Regions from separate parts of the Sus scrofa genome. Here all the other regions are linked to region 2. The links are chromatin contacts, called in public Hi-C and HiChIP or PLAC-seq maps. All regions are on one chromosome and are shown on one strand. The core of a region is the stretch at or near the end of the contact, and the rest is flanking DNA. Distances in the headings are between cores, read along the strand shown.

Region 1 (3,698 bases), core at 679-3,178, 410 kb before region 2:
GGCAAATACAAATTCAATGATTATTTTGGTACAGGGAAACATCCTATTAACTCTATTGTTTGAATCATATTAATCATGCAAAAAAATTTATAATCTAAATTAAAATTTTGTACAAGGGGAGAGAAGTTTGACACAATATATTGCTTTGGGCATTTCCCTCTTTATTCTGGGAACTAAAGACATCAATGACCAACTGATGAGAGAACTTGATATGGGTGGTTGGAAATGCCTTTTCTTTTTTTTTTTTTAAGGGCCACATATGCAGCATATGGAAGTTCCCAGGGTAGGGTTACATCAGAGCTGGAGCAGCAGCTGTAGGCTTACTCTACAGTCACAGCAATGCCAGATCCGAGCTCGTCTGCCACCCACACCACAGCTCATGGCGACACTGGATCCTTAACCCACTGAATGAGACCAGGGATTGAACCTGAGTCCTCATGGATATTAGTTGGGTTTGTTACTGCTGAGCCACAGTGGGAACTCTAGGAAATGGCTTTTTTTCTCCTTGTCCTGGTATTAAGTTTTAAATTGTTTCTTTCTTTTTTTTTAATCATCTTAAAGGCAGGTAGTATAAATTAAATCACTATTACTTTGTAAATGCTTATTATCAATTTAATTATGGCTTACTACATTGGCACTAAACTGAAACTTAAATTCTAAATCCGGTAGTAAGGATAAGAACCTCCTTCAAGAATGCCTCTGGGGAATTCTTACATAGGAAACAGAAATCATAGTTTAAGATGAAAAAGAAAAAATCAAGGTACACTATTCGAGCTAAGGTGAATCAAATATTACCAGAATAAGTGACCCTTATGCTATTCCAAAACACAAGGGACATACTTTCATCTTTATAGAACTGACAAATTTCATACCAGCTAAGTTGAAATCTTTATGGATAAACTTGTTCAGATTTACAAAGTTTCAGCCAATTATCAAAGCTTATAGGATTACGAGATAACCACTCCCCTGAAAACATTTCTAGAATAAAGCCTGTCAGATGTCACTGTGTTTAATGTAGGCACAGAATTTAAGTAGCTGGCTTAGCCACTCACCAAGTAAGGATCAAAGATGCTAGAGGGCGGGGTCTCAGGTGAAGCTCGAGTAGGACAAGGGCAGTTTTTATGGGGTGCACTAAGCAAAGATTCCTTTTAGGAGAGCAAATATGAAAATAAATTCATTTTTAAGTTACCCTTTACCTAATAGAAATTGAGAGCGTAGGGCAGGATGTGGCTAATGCCCAGTGGTGTGCTGTTAAACACTGAACCGGCTTTCCAAGTGGGTAGTGGGGAGGCCCTGATGTATAGTGTTTGCTAATTTCTGAAAGTAATCCACATGGCTGATTTCAAGCTACCAATGTGAAGTTGCTGAATGCACAGATAGGTAGAGATACTAAGAATCGGCTCTTGCAAGCTGCTGTCAGTGGACTCCAACACACCACTGACTCTTTGGGTAATGCTGGCCCATTCATGCTTTACTTTCTTGTTGGCTTATCATAAGTGGAACCTCTTGTGATCAGTTATTTCTTTTAAAACTTTTATTCTCTTTCTTAGCAGTGACATAGGAATAAATTTTGTTGAAGTAGAGAGACAACAGAAGTGGCCTGTTGTCCAACTTGGGAGTGTCCTTCATACCATAGTCTGTGTGAAGGTTGCCCCCTGGAGCGGTGCAGGAAAGAGCCTGCACAGTCACATGGGGTGGCCCTGCTACAGCTCCATGTGCTTATCTTCACCGCCCTTACTGCCCATATACACACTGGGCAACTCATGGTGCATTAATTACATCATATATGCTGCTCTGTGCCAGGCAGCTATGCCAGCCCACTCTCCTCCTCCAATCTCAATTTGACCTGCTTCTGTTCTGGTATTCCTGGTTCTCCTTATGCACTGTGTGAGCAGGACTAGAAGGGAACTGAGGGAAGGGTCATGGGGACATCTGACAGCTGTGTTCAGAAGCTATGTGCAGAGGTGTCCCAGAGTACAGCGTGGGAGGGAGGGTGGAGAAATCCCAGGGGGCCCACAGCCCTGTCTGTCACCAGCCCAGGAACACATAGGCACAGTGTTCATTATCTGAGGGAGGAAAAAGAATAAATCAGTGCTGCTACATGCAGCTAAATTACCCTTAAAAGACCTCACGCTCAGCTGGCTTCCCAGCTGAGTCATGGCTGCTTCAGCAGCCAGGGGGCCTCATGAATATTCTGTGGGTGGCTCTGCATGGGGTCATCACCCCGGACTGATCCCCACTCTGTGGACGTGAGCTTTTAAAAAAAGGACAGCAAGTCTGGGTGATCGATGGTGTAATTTTGGCTTTCTTGAGAGAGAAGCTTACCTTGGGACTACAGAGAAAATGACTTACTTCGTGGTGCTCAGTGCTTGCAAACCCAGGGAGAGCTCGGAGGGCCAGCTAGCACGTGGCCAGCCATCTAGGGAGCACTGAGGGAAGGGTCATCTGGCAGATGGGGATTCAGGGGGCCTGGCAGTAAGCAGGGCCAGGCTATGCCCAGGGCACAGATCCAAGGGTCGTTTATGTCTGTGTGTACAATCCTCGCTGACTCCCCTGAGGTAGGAGATAGGTCTCAGGCTGAGCAGCTGCAGCTGGTGGTTTATAAGAAAGATGACTGGCCAGAGACAACCCAGACGACTGCTCCCTTATTAGCAATTTCGGCTGCCTCTATTGCTTGCAACTCACTCTAAATTCACCCTTGTGCTCTTCCACCTGTACTTTGCTTCTTTTTTTGGTGGTGGGGGTGGGGTGGGGGTGGTGCATACCCATGGCATGCAGAAACTCCCAGGCCAGGGATCGAACCCATGCCCTAGGTGTATCAAGAGCCATAGCAGTGACAATGCCAGATTCCCAACCCACTGAGCCACAAGGGAACTCCTCGTACTTTGCTTTTAATAAATGCCATCTCTATTTCACAATCTTAGTCTCTATTCTGAATTCTTTCTTCAAAGAAGACAGGGACTCAGGTCCTTCTGCCAGCCATTTCACTGCCGGAATCACTCCTCTCCTCCCCTAAATACACACTTACACATGCTCATCACTTCTTCCAAAGGCAAGAGGCCAAAAATAAATAGAAATGGAGGTGTTAGCACACAACATCACGGCTACCATGATTCTCCCTGCCAAAAAGTGCTCGATAAAGTGGTCATGACACTTTTGCTATGAGATTGGGGATCCTTCAAAGAGAATGTCAATCTATAAAGGTTTGTAGAATATGTGAACAAGGTATATTATATAGGATCTCTTGGTTGCAAGTAACATGAGACCTACTCCAAGGCAGCCTAGAGAAAAAGCCAAGTGTACCTGAATTTTCCTTGTTCCAGTCCAGGCACAAAAGAGATTCCTCTTTCCATCACAGTCTACAAAATTCCCAAGGAAGAAACAGTAATTTCCTGGCTCAGGTCAAGTGTCACCCCTGATCAGTCAGTCTTGGGAAGGGCACAGGGTCTGGGGAAAGACTGATTCACCCAGCTGAAATCTCTGCAGTCTGAAAATGTGACTTCTATTTTGCTTTCTGCTGGAATCCCCCTTCATCCATAAAAACATACACTGGCATAGAAAGGTCAGGGGGTTTGAGTCACACAAATCTTGGAATGGAGCTTGCTTTCCCTCTTCTTAGTTGTTTAACCTTGGACAAATAATTGAACCTCTCCAAAACTCAATTTTGTCATTATCCCAACAAAAATTCATATTGTCTG
Region 2 (3,528 bases), core at 455-2,954:
TTGAAGTTGTGATACCAGATCTCTGTGAAGTGAGAAGGCATTATTTATCCATTCCCTCCAGCATCTTAGCAAGCTTAATGAATACAGATGGTTCACCTGGAGTCTGAAATGGCAAACAGCAATTGCTCTCCAACAAGATGAATGAACACAGTGCAGAGCTAGACTACTTCATTTGTCAAAAAGAGGCAATCAGCATTCATTGAAGACTTCCAGAGGTGTCATTATCTCACCATATTTTCTAAGGAAAACTCTTGAATGATGTTTCAGTTCTTACCATTCAAGAATTCCCTCACATATTCTCTGGTTTCAGACTTATTACTTGGATTCCTTGGTAAATTAGTAGAGGTTAGAGAGGAGAAAAATTATTTTATTATTATATTTTACATATCTCTGAGCTATCTGTTGCTTAACTCTTATCAAAAACCTTGGCAAGATAATTTATATTTATACTAGATGGTTTGAAAATCAGTAAGATATTCCATTTATCAATATATTCCATGATTCAGCTATAGATTAAGCCAGAGAATCAGAGAGCTGCATTAGTTTGTAGAAAACTGCCCAGGATTTCAAGTACTCCTTTTACTAAGTCACACACTTGTATTATGTCTGTGTTCCCAGACATTATGCCAATACACTGCATAATGTCTGGCTCCTATACTATATGAAGCCATGGATGGTAGCTTTCAAAACAAATTCGAAGAATATTTTTACTTTTCTAAAGAAACTGGTGTGTGTTCTCTGTGTGGTCAATGGAACTCATACAACTGAAGATAATTCTCTTTTGTTCTAACCACTAGAAAACTCAAAACCAAATTTCCAGTTCAAGTTTAACAACACTATAAGAGCCTGTGAGGTTGTCTGCCTTGTGATCTTGCTTACATAATGCTCTTCTGATTTGTCTTTGTTGGTCGTGATTTTTATATTTTTATGTTGGTCTAAGGGAAGGAAGGAAGAACGATATGGAGGGAAGAAGGGAGGAAGAGAGGAAGGAGGAAATGAAAGAGAGAAGGAGAAGGAAGGAAGGAAGGTTAGAGGAAGGAGGAATTAGGGAGGAAATACATTTGTTAAGGTGGGATTAGACTGGTCAAGGAATGAAGAATGATCAATGTGTCATTTCCCCCTGCTTGATGTTACTGGCAAACAAACAGATTTAATTATTATTCTCAGTATCACATTTTTCTTAAAGCAACAGAGGAGATTCTTTAACACAAGCTACATGATTTGTTTTAGCCAAATAGCAACAGCAGGCTTTACAGGCACAAAAGAAAAAATTAAAAGATAGATGACCAGGAGAGGGGACCTTGGCCAAAGAAACAGGAGAGTTGTTCATTTCTAGCCAGAAGTAACTGCAAAGCTCTCCATATACTTGCATACTTGAGAGACAAGTCACTGAATTGAGTAAGCCTTTAACTCCTTCAAATTTTTTAAAAAATCTACATGTGTTGAGGTAACATTGGTTTGTAACATCCTGTAAAGTTCATATGCACAATATTATACTTCTGTAGCCTTCACACGAGCCATGGAGAGTGAGAGAGCAGCAGACAATGCTGCCATGTGGGTACATCTTCTTGAAGCTGCCTATCTCCACCATTCAGATGGGATCTGGGATAATCAAGTTCTTCAGATCCCATTGTGCTGAGTCCTTGTTCTTCTGGGGCAATTCTTCTCTAGATGTCCTCCTAAGTTTAAATGAAAGCAACAGAATCCCAGTAGAGCATACTAAAACATATTTAGAAACATATTGGGGTAAATTAAATATTAGTAGGGTCCTGAGAGACATCAAGAGAATAAACGGTATGGTTCTTTTTTTTTTTTTTTTTTTTTTTTTTTTTTTTTTTTCTCTTGTAGAGCCAGTATTGAAACGGGAATGAAAATCCCCATGGAATTCGAATTATATCCCTTTGCATGTTAAGATTTCATGGGAACATTTCCAGTTGTTAGGGTTCTATTCAGATTACGAACTAGCTAATAAATTTTTAAAAAAGAAAGAAGAGCCACAGTCCCTGGGTACTGTTGATTGCTACCATTTTGCAAAGGCAGCCACAGCTGCACAATGCAAAAGCCAAGAGGAGAGTTAGACCAACAACAATGCTATTCCCAGAGGTCTGCATTTGCTTGTTCCTTCAGCTGCTGTGTTATCTGCCTCAGACAGGAACATAAATAAATGTTGCCTCAGACAGGAACTGCAACAGCAAATATAAAAGCTGTGTATTTGAAATTAATTGTTTTTTGGCCCAATTCTGTAAAAAAGTGACATGCTTTCAGTTGAAACACTTCCATGTAAAGCCAATTAAGTGAGAGAAGCAACAACTGGGCTGAGGTCAATAAAGGATGTTGGCTATTGTACAGTGATGAGACAGGCTGTGCTGGTCACCATCTGTGGAAGCAAGTTAGTTTGCCTTTTTCCATAAAGGTTGTCAGGACCTCCTGGAAGCAAGATAACAAATGGAAGGAAATTAGACCTTCAGATAAAAAAGCTCTTCCCTTTCTTCTAGTTCTGTTTTCTTTGTTCATCAGTTTCCTCCATTCTTACCAAACCCAGTTCTTGGGGAAGAACTGGCCATTTGATAAATAGATATACGTTGTTGTGGGAATACTTCTGGGCTTATTCTGCCCAGGGATAGAAGTCATACTTGATTTTAACACTTAATTCAAATATAATTTGCCTTATATAAAATTCATTCATTTTATTTATTTATTTTTTGCCTTTTTTTTTTCTACTTACAGCATGGTGACCCAGTTACACATGCATGCATACATTCTTTTTTTTCTCACATTATCATGTTCCATCATAAGTGACTAGACATAGTTCCCAGGGCTACACAGCAGGATCTCATTGCTAATCCCTTTCAAAGGCAACAGTCTACATCTATTAACCCATTCATTCATTTTAAATGTACAATTCGATAGCATCGCCATGGTCTAGTTTTAGAACACTTCCATCACCTCCAAACTATCCGTCATTACATCCCCAAATCACTAGCCCATTTGGATCTAGTCAATCCATGTTCTCACGTCCTGCACCACTAATGTACTTCCTGTATTTTATGAAATTCAGATGTTTAATATAAATGGAATCATGCTGAGAAGGAAGGCAACTAACATGTAACAAGTATGTCAGGTGAAGACAAATCTAACCTGTAAAAGAATTCTCCTCTCTTTTCTCCCAAAATTATAATGAATTCTATTTCTCACATTTAAATATTTGATCCATTAAAAATTTATCTAAAATTTCAACTTTTCATTTTTTTCAGAAGTGACTCAACAGTTTCAATTACATTTTAAATAGCCCATTGTTTTCCTGCTGGTTTGAGATGCTACTGGTATTGAGCAGTAAATACCTAAGAACTTTTGTTTTCAGTTTCACATTATATTCTATTTTGTTCCAGTAAAACTTCGCTTCATGAGCCATTACCGCATCTTTAAAATGATTTTCCCATCTGATAGTGCTAGCCTCTGCTGTTTATTCTTCTTTAAAAAAATTCTCACTAGTTTTGTTTGCCTATTTTTCCCAAAGAACTTTATGTT
Region 3 (3,350 bases), core at 609-3,108, 480 kb after region 2:
CACAAACCAGCGAGCTCAGAGTCAAGGTGAGGCCACAGGGAGCCCCACAGTGATGCCTGGGCCTTGTGGCTCAGGGCAGCCCCTTTGGCTGACACACGGAGGTGGAAGAGGAGAGGCTGGACCCAGAGGAGCCTGTGCATTCCATCAGCCCCCAGAGGCCCATCATGAGGCTGGGCCATGGCTGGTCAGCACTTTCCTATGGGCCTCTTCCTGGTGGAGGCAGGTGAGGCCGGCCTCTCTCTCAGCCTCAGCTCCTCTCCTCTTCCTTGCCTCCCGGTCTCTAGCTCCCAAAGGGCAGGAAAGGGGCCGCTGAGCCCTTCCAGTTGGGTTCATGTGGAGAGGAGAGGCAAGCCGTTTGTAGTGGAAATCTGCTGCCCTCTGCAGGACAGTTCTAGAACTATAGTCACTCAAGGCCCTCTGGCAGAGAATAGGAGCCAAAATGCAAAGCAGACCCAGCTGGGGTGGCGAGCATGGTCATCCACCCCAGTTCAGCAGTGCCTCTGGAGGTCCCAGCATCCCCCTCTGATAATCTCAACAGATGCCAAGCCCATTGGGTGTCCCCTCAGTGACCTCATCTACGCCACCCTGGCCTGGCAAGGGGCTCTCGTTATCCGTAGTTTGTATTTGAGGCTTGGAGAAGCAGTGAACTTGCCTAAGAAGCCAGCTGGTTCAAAGCCAAGTCTGTCTGCCTCCCAGACCCATGCTTCTCTTTGGTCCTCATGCCTTCCTGGACTCCTGTCCCTCTACTCCTGTCCTGGCTCTTTTCTCCCTGGCATTTATGTGACATCTTGTCTTCTCATTGTTTGCTTGTCTATGTTCTGCATCCCTGACCCTCCACCCAGGAAAGCTCAGAGAGGGCAGGGTCTCATCCTGGCTCACGTGTGTATGTCCACATCAGCTAGGACAGGGCCACTCTCATGACGGTCTAGTCCCAGCCATGTCTCTCTGTGAGCCTTGAAGGGGCCAGACTCTGTCTCCAAGTTTAGCTGGTTCCACTCCCCGCTGGGCGTTCCTCCTGTGTTTAATCGCCGCACAGAGCAGGCTTTGCAGAAACCTCCTTCCTGGGCTCCCAGGATGGACTGATTGTCCGGCTCTGGGGGGGGTGAGGGTTGCTATGTCTTAGGTCCCCCTGATCTCCCTTCCCTGAGCCAAGGACTGATGGACACTGTCTCCTTCCAGTTGACCCCCAGTGTGGACGAACTTTTTCCTTTTCTGCTTTCGGAGCTCTCACAAAGCCCATGAACCCTAGGAGCTGCCTCCTCCGTATGCAAATGAAGATGAAAAGGCCAGCTTCCCAATCATAGGCAGGCACTGACTTCCCTGCCCACCCCCAGACCACTCCTGGCCCCTCAGGCCACCCTGGTGCGTGGGGTTAGTGCGGACCATGCTTTAAGCAACATCAGTTCCCTCTGGGGTCAGAAAAGAAATAAAGAAAAGCACATGTGAACCCTCTGTAGGGCAGCTCTGGCTCCCAAGAAATGGCTGCCATTCTACCATTCTCAAGGTCAAAATTCTGTAGGTCAGCGATTTGCCTGTGCTCCACACAAAACCCTGTCTCCCTGTACAAAACTGACCAGGGATCCCCAAGACCCACCCCAGGGGAGGGCCCTGTTTTCTACAGGATAAAGAACTTTGATTCAGACAGGCCATGTCTCTTCCCCACTTCACAAAGCAGAACAAATGCAGCTTGCAAGGTGACAGGAGCCTGGTGGGTTTTCAACCTCAAAACACAAGGGAAGGGCTGCCTCCAAGGCAAACCTGGTCCTGTTCCTTTAAGAGCCACAGGTTGGAGCTCAGCGCTGCCTGGCAAATTGCAGGGCCTTGTGTTTCACTAAGTGACCTTTCTGTTGGCGCTAATTGAGGACTTGCCTTGATGCCAGAGGAGCGAGGCCTCGCCAGGGAGCAGGGAGGGGCCTGGGCCTGCTCCTTCCAGTAAAAGGCAGGCGTTTTGGCAGCGGTCAGTTTAGAAGCCTGGTTGCTATTGTAAATCATAGACTGATTATTGCACTTGTTCTTAAAGTTTCCCAAAGTTGTTCCAGCCGAGCTGTGAGTTGCAACATGATTGTGCGTTAAGTTTATAGGCAGGAAGAACTCTCGGCTCTTCTTTGCGTCAACTCCACAACTACAGGCGCTAAATCCAGGCGCAGCCAGGGCAGCAGGACCCTACAACCACAGGTCCTGGGCTGACAGTCACAGGAGTTAATCCTCAACTCTGAGTGGAAATGCAGTTTTATCTGTTATCAAGAATTAAGTGCTTCACAAGGACTGAAGTTTCGCTTCAAAGCCATTTAAGTGTTAGTAAAACCCCTCGGGCCTGGCAAACCTCTCCGACTTCTATTCAGACGGTTCTCCACTCGTGGGCTGTGGCTCCCTTCCTCTGTCTGGGCCTCGCAGGAGTTGGGCTGGCCCCTGTGCCAAATTGCTTGAGTTAACATTTGTGTCAGTGTTTCCATTATAAAGTGCTCTTTTCCCCTTCAAGAATATATAACCCAACTGTAAAATGACCCTCAGGGCTGCAGGCTGGCAGGCTCAGTGTTTTTATTTCCTCTGGGTAGAGGTGGCTGTAGGACCCCTGTTTGCACAGGCCTGGGTCTCCCGGGATCCTCCTGGGCACGAACAACATGGGAAATTGAGGGCTGCCCTGCTCAACTACTGGTGCCAACCCCTCCAGGTTCTCATCAAGGGTAGGGATGTGGGCTAAGATGACAGCTGCTGGGGTCAGGGACGCTGCTCAGAGAAAATGATAGAACCTGCAGTGTAAGATCCTGGACTCAACAGCACAACTGGTGCTCAGTAGCGAGGGGAGAAACATAACTTGAAAAGACTCCATTTCACAAGCTGTCAAAAAATCCCAATGACCCAGCAACCAGAGAAAGGGTGACGTGGAGGCATGTATGGTCACAGGGCACGCCAATGCAAAGCAACATGTTCGCCCAATTCTAAAAATCCTTAGTAACACTTTTTAATATATAAGAATCAAAAGTACAGCAGTTTTTACAATGTAGGAAAATTTAATACATACTATATAAACAACATTATTTACATCAGAAATCACTAGGACAGTGGCATTTTTCACAAATATAAATTAATTACTGTTTAGTCAACAGGTTTTAAAAGTCCACAATTTTACAATAAAGAAAAACCACCTGTCCCCAACCGAGCGGGGCACAGATGGACTAAAGCAGCCTGGACCCTTGGCCTGGATCTCCTCGCCCGACACGGTGGCCCTCAGATAAGCCAGAGGACCACTGGTGCTGGGCCCCGGGCCACCTCTCCTGCTGACGAGTGGGTTTTGGTCTGCAGGATTTCAGTGTCACTGCATCAATTCCTAACTGAATTGCATTTGCACC
Region 4 (3,631 bases), core at 437-2,936, 280 kb before region 2:
TTTAGCACTGAATAATATTCCATTATATGTGGTCTGGATGTGCCACAGTTTATTTACCCATTCACCTACTGAAGGACATGTTGGTGGCTTCCAAGTTTGGGCAATTATGCATCAAGCTACCATAAATATCTGTGGTCAGATTTTTGTGTGGAGATAAGCTTTCAACTCCTTTTGGGTAAGTACAGCTGCTGAACTGTATAATAAGAATGTGTTTAGTTTTGTAAGAAACCACCAAACTGTCTTCTAAAGTGACTGTACCGTTTTCTGAAATCACATTTTGATAGTTCAGTTTCTGGATAGAAAACTTGAAGTGACCAGTGTGCTTGTCTCTTGCCTAAGAAGAGAACAAGCCACAGAACTTGCCAAGGCAGTGGGAGACAATACATAAGTTGTTAGGCAAACTAAACGTGTCTGGCCCCTGCTTGTGAGACATTCCCATTGTACAGTAGGCAACATACACTTGGAACCGCCTCCCCAGTCACATGAAGAGACCAGGCAGGATAGACTGGGGCTTGAATTCTGTCCTTGTTATAATCCATAGAAAAATGTCCTACCTTTCTAATCCTCGGTTTATCCATCTGTCAAACAGAGATTATAATGCCTGCTTTAAGGTTTTCATAAGGACCAAATGAATCAAATCAGCAAAGTACAGTCACTTAACTCAATGTCTGACATATAGCTCAGTAGTCAATAAGTGCTCATTCTATTTTCTTTTTATAAAGGGGGGAAAATATTTAAGCATAAGAGCTGAAAAGTTTTTGAACCAAAGAGTTCAGAATAGAGTTTCTTAGAATAATTAAAGCTTGAGAATCTTTTGATTGGATTGAAAAATTAGATTGAACATATGAGCGGGAACATGAATAAGCACAAAGATGAATTAAAAGCCCAGTTCTGTGAAAGAAGGATATACGTTCTCATTAAGTCTCTCACTTAGGGAAGGAGGTCACCTCAGAACTTCTGTTTAAAAGCTGTAATGAGAGCTCAAGTTTACTGAGCACCTTATACATGCAATTATTCTCACTATTGCATTATTATTATTTTTAATAGTTATTTCCCCAATACATTTTTTTTCTACCGTACAGCATGGTGACCCACATACTTGTACACATTCTATTTTCTTACATTATCATGCTCCATAATAAGTGACCACGCATAGTTCCCAGCAGGATCTCATTGCTAATCCATTCCAAAGGCAACAGTTTGTATCTATTAACCCCAAGCACCCCATTTATCCCACTCCCTCCCCCTCCCCCTTGGCAACCACAAGTCTATTCTGCAAGTCCATGATTTTTTCTGTATTATCACCATTTTATTTACAGGTATCTTTACTTCCTCACCTTCATGGAGGAAGGAACTGAGGCACAGAGCAGTCCCATCACCTGCCCAAAGCATTTACTCCATAACAGAAGCAGGTTTTGCATTGAGATGAGCCTATGCTCTAATCTGCTACAGTGCAGACCTGCCTTTTGTGACCTATCAAGCAGGGACTGGCTCTTTCTAACATGGACTTGGGAAATCTTTCAGCAGTGACAGTCACGTCCCAGGGACGGCTGCTGAATAGAAAGAGGGACAGCCAGACAGCTGCTTCCTGATCTAATGGCCTCTCTTTCTCTAGGGCTGGCTTCTGCATCTATTACGTGGATCAAATTTGAAAGCAGGGCTATGTTTCTTCTGGATCCAGTCAGCTGCCTTGAATACAGAAAATACTCTGCTATTTATCGCTGTCATAAATTACTCGTGGTGTGCTGTGAAAGGCTGAGGATGCTGCCAAGCAGGAATTTATCAATATGGTCAAAAAGCTCCCACCCTGTTCCAGCCCCAATCTGTATATTGATTATTTTTATAAAGCAGTAAAAATAAGTTTAAACAAAATTAAAAAAAAATGAAGCATAATGCTACTCACTAAATATATATATGTGTATGTGTTTTTAATATATTAATTTATAGCTGAAAGCCAGACCGTGTCTTCAATCATACAGTAATTTGTCCTTAGAGGGAAAACTGACACATACTCATGCCTGTCCATGCAATAGCAGCATTGGAACGGTAATTGTTTCATACATAATTTAGGCCATTTGTGTAACAAATAAAGCATTTGAAAACCAACCAGGAACAACTCATGTTTCATAATAGTATCAAAAACTAGCATCTGTGAGTTACATGCCTCATTTAAAAAGCCTAAATTATTGGCTGGCAGTTTATGGGAATTATCTCCTGTATGGAACGATTTGCTTTGGCCGGGGGGTGGGGGGTGGGTGTCAGGATTTTGTTTTAATTCTATGCCAGGTTAGGTTTTTTTTTAATCAATATAACTGTAATATCATTGAATATCACAATCATCCCTTAATATATTTTCCATTTTTGGTTTATTTTGATAATAATAAGAATTTAACAAATAAAAATGCACTTCAAAAACAGGCTTTTTTGGAATCCTCTGGTGTCTTGACGGGTTAAAGATCTGGCATTGTCACTGCTGTGGTGCGGGTTTGATCCCATGACCCAGGAACTTCTGTGTGCCATGGGTGTGGCCAAAAAAAACCCCCAAGTTTTTCTTATGATGTTAATACAATTTTTGACTATGTAATTCTGACTACATTATACACATATAACTAATGATGTTTGTGGATTTTCTCACTTATTTATTCATTAAACCTATATATGCAGGAACTGTGTGAACTACAGGAGAAGAAAATGATGGCAAAATGGACCCTTTTTTTTGGCACTTACATTCTTGAGTATGGTTGGCAAACTTTCCCTGTAAAGGGACAGTTATTTTAGGCATCAGGGACCATAAAGTCTCTATTGCAACTACTTAACTCTGCTGTTATAGTGCACAGGCAGCTCTGGGCAATATTCAAAAGAATAAGCTTGTCTGTGTTCTGGGAAAACTTTACAAAAATATTCAAGGGACTGGATTTGGACTTCAAGCTGTAGTTTTCTAACCCCTAGTCTAGAGGGAAAGCTGACTATCAAATAATCAGGCTGATGTTTGCTAAGTTATGCTTGAAAACTGTAAAACTGCATTTGGCAAAGAGATGAGTGCTGTATTTGAAGACTGGCATGAACAACAGGCTGGTTCCATGTGGACAAAACGGTCAGAGAGGTCTTTCCTGGAAAGGGATGATAGAGCTGATGCTGGAATGTTGGAGTAGAAGTTAATTTGGCAAAAAGCCAGCTCAGGGGAAGGGTGCTCCATGCAGAAGGAACAGAATATGCAACAGCCTTGTAATACAAGGGTGTTTTAGCTTTAGGAAGTGAAGGAAGGCCATAGCGGCCAGAACAAGGCAAACATGAGGGCCTGAAAGATGGAGAGGTGAGCAAAACTTTTCAGATGAGCAAGTATAGAAAAAGCAAGGCCAGCAGTGCTTTGTGAGGTGCCCCCAAATGACTAACTCTGACTTTCCACTTGTAAATTGGGACTGGGAGCCCAAAGCTTGGTTGTTGCCCCCAAACCCAAGAAAGGTGGGGTGGTTTTGTCACGTGTCTCCTGAAAGTATAAACTTGGCCTTAACTGAGCCTACTGCCCAAGCTCAGTGAGAGAGGGATCAGGGCTGGAGGCAGTCTGGGATAAAGGAGAGGTGCTGGCAGGGGGCATCCAAAGTCTCAGCTGGAGTCTTAGCACCTACTGATG

Evidence for each region. Hi-C and Micro-C count contacts between places; a contact is called where the count stands out from the background. HiChIP or PLAC-seq counts read pairs in DNA pulled down with a chosen protein or histone mark.
Region 1: an H3K27ac HiChIP or PLAC-seq map of skeletal muscle shows a contact between it and region 2, with 12 times the contacts expected there. The contact joins two enhancer-like sites. A contact is called at or near these places in 1 of 47 Hi-C or Micro-C datasets (heart right ventricle) and 1 of 2 datasets of contacts at active chromatin or transcription factors (skeletal muscle).
Region 3: an H3K27ac HiChIP or PLAC-seq map of skeletal muscle shows a contact between it and region 2. The contact joins two enhancer-like sites. A contact is called at or near these places in 1 of 47 Hi-C or Micro-C datasets (embryonic fibroblasts) and 1 of 2 datasets of contacts at active chromatin or transcription factors (skeletal muscle).
Region 4: a contact with region 2 is called in a Hi-C map of fetal skeletal muscle, with 2.1 times the contacts expected there. The contact joins two enhancer-like sites. A contact is called at or near these places in 1 of 47 Hi-C or Micro-C datasets (fetal skeletal muscle) and 1 of 2 datasets of contacts at active chromatin or transcription factors (skeletal muscle).

What each region holds. Positions count from the first base shown.
Region 1 is chr7:85,095,558-85,099,255 of Sscrofa11.1, forward strand. It overlaps the pseudogene LOC100627536. Among named protein-coding and RNA genes, the nearest start is that of MCTP2, 130 kb to the left of the region's middle. Within about 2 kb of position 1,929, at least 12 of the 83 cell types and tissues checked have an H3K27ac peak or open chromatin away from gene starts, as enhancers often do. A contact at or near this core is called in skeletal muscle, where this site is marked.
Region 2 is chr7:85,501,022-85,504,549 of Sscrofa11.1, forward strand. No RefSeq gene overlaps it. Among named protein-coding and RNA genes, the nearest start is that of RGMA, 420 kb to the right of the region's middle. Within about 2 kb of position 1,705, at least 5 of the 83 cell types and tissues checked have an H3K27ac peak or open chromatin away from gene starts, as enhancers often do. A contact at or near this core is called in embryonic fibroblasts, fetal skeletal muscle and skeletal muscle, where this site is marked.
Region 3 is chr7:85,977,768-85,981,117 of Sscrofa11.1, forward strand. It overlaps CHD2 (chromodomain-helicase-DNA-binding protein 2), which reads right to left. Exons shown (of 38, transcript XM_021099370.1): 38 at 2,992-3,350. Among named protein-coding and RNA genes, the nearest start is that of RGMA, 58 kb to the left of the region's middle. Within about 2 kb of position 1,859, at least 31 of the 83 cell types and tissues checked have an H3K27ac peak or open chromatin away from gene starts, as enhancers often do. A contact at or near this core is called in embryonic fibroblasts and skeletal muscle, where this site is marked.
Region 4 is chr7:85,219,020-85,222,650 of Sscrofa11.1, forward strand. No RefSeq gene overlaps it. Among named protein-coding and RNA genes, the nearest start is that of MCTP2, 260 kb to the left of the region's middle. Within about 2 kb of position 1,687, at least 5 of the 83 cell types and tissues checked have an H3K27ac peak or open chromatin away from gene starts, as enhancers often do. A contact at or near this core is called in fetal skeletal muscle and skeletal muscle, where this site is marked.